2 separate regions of the Hordeum vulgare genome follow, and region 1 is linked to region 2. Evidence: chromatin contacts called from public Hi-C data. All regions are on one chromosome and are shown on one strand. Each heading gives the region's core, a stretch centred on a gene start, on an enhancer-like site or on the middle of the called end of the contact. The rest is flanking DNA. Distances are from core to core; before and after follow the strand shown. Region 1 has its middle 31 kb from the start of LOC123429950. Region 2 holds the start of LOC123425892 (DEAD-box ATP-dependent RNA helicase 32).

Region 1 (3,124 bases), core at 140-2,639, 710 kb after region 2:
TGCCCGTAAAAAAATCAATAATATAATCATACGCGTGCAATTATGTCAGCGATTGTGTATGCATTAGCGCATGAGCATGTCAACTTTCCTGATTGTTTGATCACATAACATCTTTACGAAAATGAAAAGATGAGTTGAACCAGCGATGCCAAGGGCAAATCCTATTTAGCACCACATGCATGGGTTATAGGCAATTTGTGCTAACCGGTGCGTGCAGCGCTTCGGCGATGGGCCGGCCCATCTAAGTGTTTTTTCCTGTAAATTTGAACGACGGTGAGATTCGAACCGGCGACCTCTCACAGAAATTTTAGTGTTGTAACCACTCCGCCACCCCAAAGCAATGTGATAGAAGTGAACTTTTTATTTCCTTTATTCTCTACTTTCCCATTTTATGTTTTCTTAGTCATTTTCCTCTTTTCCTTTTCATCCTGGTTCGTTGATTTCTTTTTGAAATATGTGTATTTTATTTTAAATTGATTATTTTGGAACTTTGATGAAATCTTTTTTAATTTGTGAACTTGTTTCCAAATTGATGAACTCTTTTTCGAATTTGGTGAACATTTTTGAAAAATCATGGACATAATTTAAAATTCGTGAACTTTTTCCAAAATCGATGAACTTTTTTTGAAATTGATTAACTTTTTTTCAAAATAAGTGAACATATTTTAAAATTCGTGAACATTTCAAAATCAATGAACTATTTTTAGAAATTTATTAACTTTTTTTGAAATCTGTGAACTTTTTTTGAAAATCGGTGAACATATTTTAAAATTTGTGAACTTTTTTAAAAATCAATAAACTATTTTTAAAAGTTGATGAACTTTTCTTTTCACAATCGATGATTTTTTATCTAATTATGTAAAATTTTATAAAATTCATGAACATATTGTAAAAATCATTTATTTTTTGCATAATGATTATCCTTTTGGAAAATCAGATTAGATGATTTTTAATTCGAAGAAATTTTAATGTACTCCCTCCATTCCTAAATATAAGTCTTTTAAGAGATTTCACTAGGTGACTACATGCAAAGCAAAATGAGTGAATATATATTCTAAAGTATGTCTACGTACATTCGTATGTAGTTCTTTAATAAAATCTCTAGAAAGACTTATATTTAGGAACGGAGGGAGTATGTTTTAAAATTCACGTTTTTAAAAAATCATGAAATTTTTTAAGGACCTACAGCAGAGCGCCAAGAGATGTTTCGTGCGCCGGCCCAGCGGGGGCGCTGCAGGCGCCAGAAGCGTGAACCGGCGCCTGCAGCGCCGTATAGGAGCTTCCGATGCCAAGTGCCAAGTCAGTTCATGGATGTTAGGAACCTCATGTCCATGGCCCGTTCCCTGACCAGCACATAGGCTGGGCCCAACTACGTGCCACCTCAGGCCGCTGAATGCGCGTGAGGGACCTCCTATTGGACGCATTCTGCTTCCAATAGGGTTCCCTAGCACAAGCAAGCAACTGGGCCGCCGGCCCCAGCAAGGCGACTGGCTGGCCCAGGTAACCAGCTCGTTTTTCTCCGCTTTTTATTTATTTATTTTCCATTTATCTTTTTTGGCTTATTTTTTATTTTCTTTTGTGTTTCAGTTCCTCTTTTTCCTAAAAGGTTTTATGTTTTAATTTTCTTACTTTCTGAAACATGAACTTTTCGAAGAAATTCCAAAAATCTGTTGTATTTACACATAAAAATTATAAATGGAATTGTTTTTGAATTTCTGAAGAATTTCCAAAAATCTTAAAACACAACAAGTTTGAAAACAGGAGCAACTTAAATCATAGGACTTTTTTTAGAAATGCATTTTTAAATATTTACAAACAATTTTTGAAGCGGGAACATTTATAAAACTTATGTATACTTTTTGAAACATGAACTTTTTTGAACTTACGTACATTTGATTTAAACGTTAAACATATTTTAGAAAATGGAGAACATTTTATAAAATTCCTGAACTTTTTTAAATCATGAACAACTTTTCAATTTTTAGAATTGATAACCAAAATTTTGAAAAAGAGAAACATTTTGTGTAAAACAAGAACATTTTTTATAAAAGTGTGAAAAAAAGAACATTTTTTTTTAAAATTCGCCTAATTTATGAAAAAGACTTTTTTGAATTATGTAAACAAGTTTTGAAGGGGGGTTTGTTTTGAACTTATGTACACTTTTCGAAACACGGACATTTTTTGAACTGACGTACACTTTTTGAAAAGGAAAATATTATTTAGAACAAGTAGAACAGTTTTAAAAGTTCTCAGACATTTTAAAATCTTGAACATTTTTAGAATTTGTGAAAAAAATTGGAACAAGTTCTCAATTTGTGAACAAATTTTAGAAAAGAGACATTTTTCTTATAACAGTAACATTTTTTATAAAAATGTGAAAACAAGAGCATTTTTTGAAAATTGTGACAAATTTCTGAAAAAGAAACATTTTATAAATTTTGTATACAACTTTTGAAGCGGGAACATTTTTTCAACCTATGTACACTTTTTGAAACATGAACATTTTTTCAACTTACTTACATTTTTTGAACAGCTAAATATATTTAAATATATAAAGAACAGTTTTTTAAATTACTGAACATTTTTATAATAGGTGAACCAAATTTGAACAACTTTTCAATTGTTAAACAAAATCCTAAAAAGAGAAACATTTTATGTTAAACAGGAACTTTTTTTATAAAAGTGTGAAAACAAGAACATTTCTTAAAATATCGACCAATTTATGAAAAAAGAACATTTTTTGAAATTTGTAAACAATATTTGAAGCGGGATCATTTTTTAATCTTATATACACTTTTTGAAAAACGGACATTTTTTGAACTCACTTACACTTTTTGAAAAGGCAACCATTTTTTAGAAAAATAAGATCAAAAATAATTCCCAAACATTTTCTAATCACGAACATTTTTAGAATCGGCGAACCAATTGGAACAAGTTTTCAATTTTTGAACAAATTTTTAAAAAGAGGCATTTTTCATATAACAGTAATATTTTTTATAAATATGTGGAAACTAGATTTTTTTTGAAAATTGTGACCAATTTATGAAAAAAGAAACATTTTCTAAAATCTCTAATGAAATTTTGAAGTGTTAAAAAATATTCAACTTATGTCCACTTTTTGAAA
Region 2 (2,999 bases), core at 348-2,847:
AATATGCAAGGTTTACATCAAGTGGGAGAATACCGACAGATGGAATTTTGGATGTGAAAAACCTACATCACAGATACATATTCTGCACATCTCCAATTGATCTGAAAATCTACGAAGATTTATTATATAAAAAAATAAAAAATATTGGAACAAAGAAGTGCCGGAGGGGGCCCACCAGGCAGCCACTAGACACCAGGGCGCTCAAGCACCCCTAGCGCGACCTCATGTCTAGTGGGCCACATGGCCCACCTCCGACGCCCATCTTCAGGTATATATTCCCCTTCGACCTAAAACAAATAAGGATAGGACTTTCGGGACGAAGCGTCGTCGTCTCGAGGCGAAACCTGGGCAGGAGCCCTTTTGCCCTCCGGCGAAGCGATTCCACCAGAGGAACCCCCTCCTCCGGAGGGGGAAATCGAGGCCATCGTCATTACCAACAACCCTCTCATCTTGGGGAGGCCAATCTCCATCAACATCTTCACCAGCACCATCTTCTATCAAAACTCTAGTTCATCTCTTGTAATCAATCTTGTACCGGAACCTTGGTTTGGTATATGGGGTGTGTCTAGTAGTGTTAATTATATCTTGCAGTTGATGCTTTATGGTTTATTTGGTGGAAGATTATACGTTGAGATCGATTATGCTACTCAATACCTCTCTGATTATGAACGTGTTTATCACTTGTGAGTAGTTACTTTTGTTCTTGAGGCCACAGGAGAAATCATGTTGCAAGTAGTCATGTGAAGTTGATATTCGTTCGATATTTTGATGATATGAATGTTGTGATTCCCTTAATGATGTCATATGAATGTCGACTACATAGCATTTCACCATATTTTGGGCATAAGGGAATGCATTGTGGAATAGTAATTAGAGGGTGGGTTCCGAGAGTGACAAAAACTTAAACCTCAATCTATGCACTACTTCGCAAGAGGCTGATTTGGATCCCTATGTTTAATGTTATGGTTAAAAACGACTGCGATTGACCCCTTCACCTGTGGGTCATCAGCCCCGGTCGAATCTCTATCGCAGCACTGGATGGCCTCCAACGAAGCTTCACTGCAGCGCTGCCACCACGCGCGGCGGTGCTCCATCGCAACGCGACGTCGACGGGGTTGTTTGGACGAAGCACACAACAACGACGGGCGAATGCTGTGATGCAGCACGCGTCGACGATGCAAGTGCTTCATCGTATGCAACGTCGGTAAACACCATTGCATCCCCTGGTCACGATGTCGGTGGTGGGCCGACATCGCCTCTTCCTTGCGGCAGATGAGAAGAGATCATATGAAGAGGAAAAGGAAGGAAGAAGATGAAGAGGGGGCGAGTGGAGGAGAACGCATCGGAAAATGATAAGATGGGGAGAAGCGACGGGCTGAAAGGGGCACGTGTCGACGTCTGGAGGAGGCTTAAGCCGCCGTGTAATCAGGTGGTTGATTTTAATATTTTTCAAAGTAAAAACCACATCCCCGTGTGTCCTGTTCTGTGAGCCACGAAGACGAGGAACACGACGCACCCAGCCTGGCCCGCGACGGAATACGCCTTCCCGATTGATTTACGTATTCCCTTCGGGAGATAATAGCTATTTATGGGGTTACAAGAAGAACACCGGTCGGAGTCGGGCTAAGACGAAAGTCGCCAGCCTTCTAGAACGTTCCACATCACTTTCCGCAAAACCCTAAACCCAGCACCACCCAGCCGGAACCATGCGCCGGCCGCAGCGCCGCGCTATGGCTAAGCAAAGCCGCGCCAAGGACGGCGACGAGATCCGCCTCCTTGAGACCTGGATCGACGCAGGCAAGCCCCTCCCGGGAACCAAGCCGCCTCCCCCCTCTGAGGACTCCTCCGCCGCCAACGCACGGGGAAGGGCACGAGTTGTAGTGGCTAAGGCGGCGGACGGGGAGTACTCGGATTATGGCGCGTCCACGCGATTCGATGAGCTACCGCTGTCGACGAAGACCAAGGACGCCCTGCGGCAGCAGGGGTACAAGGAGATGAGCGAGATCCAGCGGGCCGCCCTGCCCCACGCGTTATGCGGGCGCGATGTCCTCGGCGCGGCCAAGACCGGGTCCGGCAAGACCCTCGCCTTCGTCATCCCAGTAAGCTGTTAATTTACTCTCTAAATTCCACTTGTTGGAAACGCAGAGTAAGAATAGTCGTATACCACTGAGAATTATCTTCATAGTTTTATCTTTTAGCTCTGCAAATTGTGCTCTGGACAATGTTCAAAAAAGCGGAAAGCATAAGCGAAGCGGAAGGCCACAGCTTAGAGCAATGGACGCTTAGGCGCAGCTTAATCGCACTTAAGCGTTTTTTGAAATTGGCTAGAACTTGACAGATTTTGAATAATATACACAGGAAAATAGGAAACATGGCACATGTGTAATTGAATAGCCATCTAAAATACAGTTCACACCATAGCGAATACACATTAAGTTCACATGGCAAGCAAAATAACAAGTAAAATGCAGTTCAGTTCAAATCGTCATAGCTTAATAGAGATCATGTGGCCATAATTTTGCCAGCATATGAAGGAAATATTTCCCAAACAGAGCCTAATAATAAGATAAATGGGATATTGCCATTATTGCGCAAGCAGACAAGCAAAAGTAGTTCAAAAACAGCCAAATTCTGGCCAAATTTAAAAAAAAACCCCGCTTAATCTACCGCTTAGGGCAAAAGTGAAGCGCTTTGCCATCGCTAAGCGTCGCTTAAAAATGCTTTCTTGAACACTGCTCTGGAAGCAGGTGTTTCTTACATCTGGACTGTTCAGCTCATCATATGGTCATGTCAAGTGCCGCTGCCAAGAAATCCCTGGGTAGCTCATCTTATCACAATCCTTTTTGGCAGGTCATTGAGAAGCTGTATCGGGAGAAATGGAGTCAAGAAGATGGTGTGGGTTGCATTATTCTCTCTCCCACTAATGATTTAGCTGGTCAAATTTGGGAAGTGGTCAGGAAGGTCGGGAAGCACCATAACTTTAGTGGTGGTGCTATCGT

Evidence for each region. A called contact is a pair of places that touch in the nucleus more often than the background predicts.
Region 1: a Hi-C map of leaf shows a contact between it and region 2, with 5 times the contacts expected there. The contact joins the enhancer-like site here to the promoter of LOC123425892 in region 2. A contact is called at or near these places in 2 of 6 Hi-C or Micro-C datasets (both in leaf).

The regions. Positions count from the first base shown.
Region 1 is chr2H:213,991,047-213,994,170 of MorexV3_pseudomolecules_assembly, forward strand. No RefSeq gene overlaps it. Among protein-coding and RNA genes, the nearest start is that of LOC123429950, 31 kb to the right of the region's middle. Within about 2 kb of position 1,390, at least 3 of the 3 cell types and tissues checked have open chromatin away from gene starts, as enhancers often do. A contact at or near this core is called in leaf, where this site is marked.
Region 2 is chr2H:213,280,677-213,283,675 of MorexV3_pseudomolecules_assembly, forward strand. LOC123425892 (DEAD-box ATP-dependent RNA helicase 32) reads left to right here and starts at 1,598. Exons shown (of 8, transcript XM_045109648.1): 1 at 1,598-2,099; 2 at 2,851-2,999. The coding sequence starts at 1,707.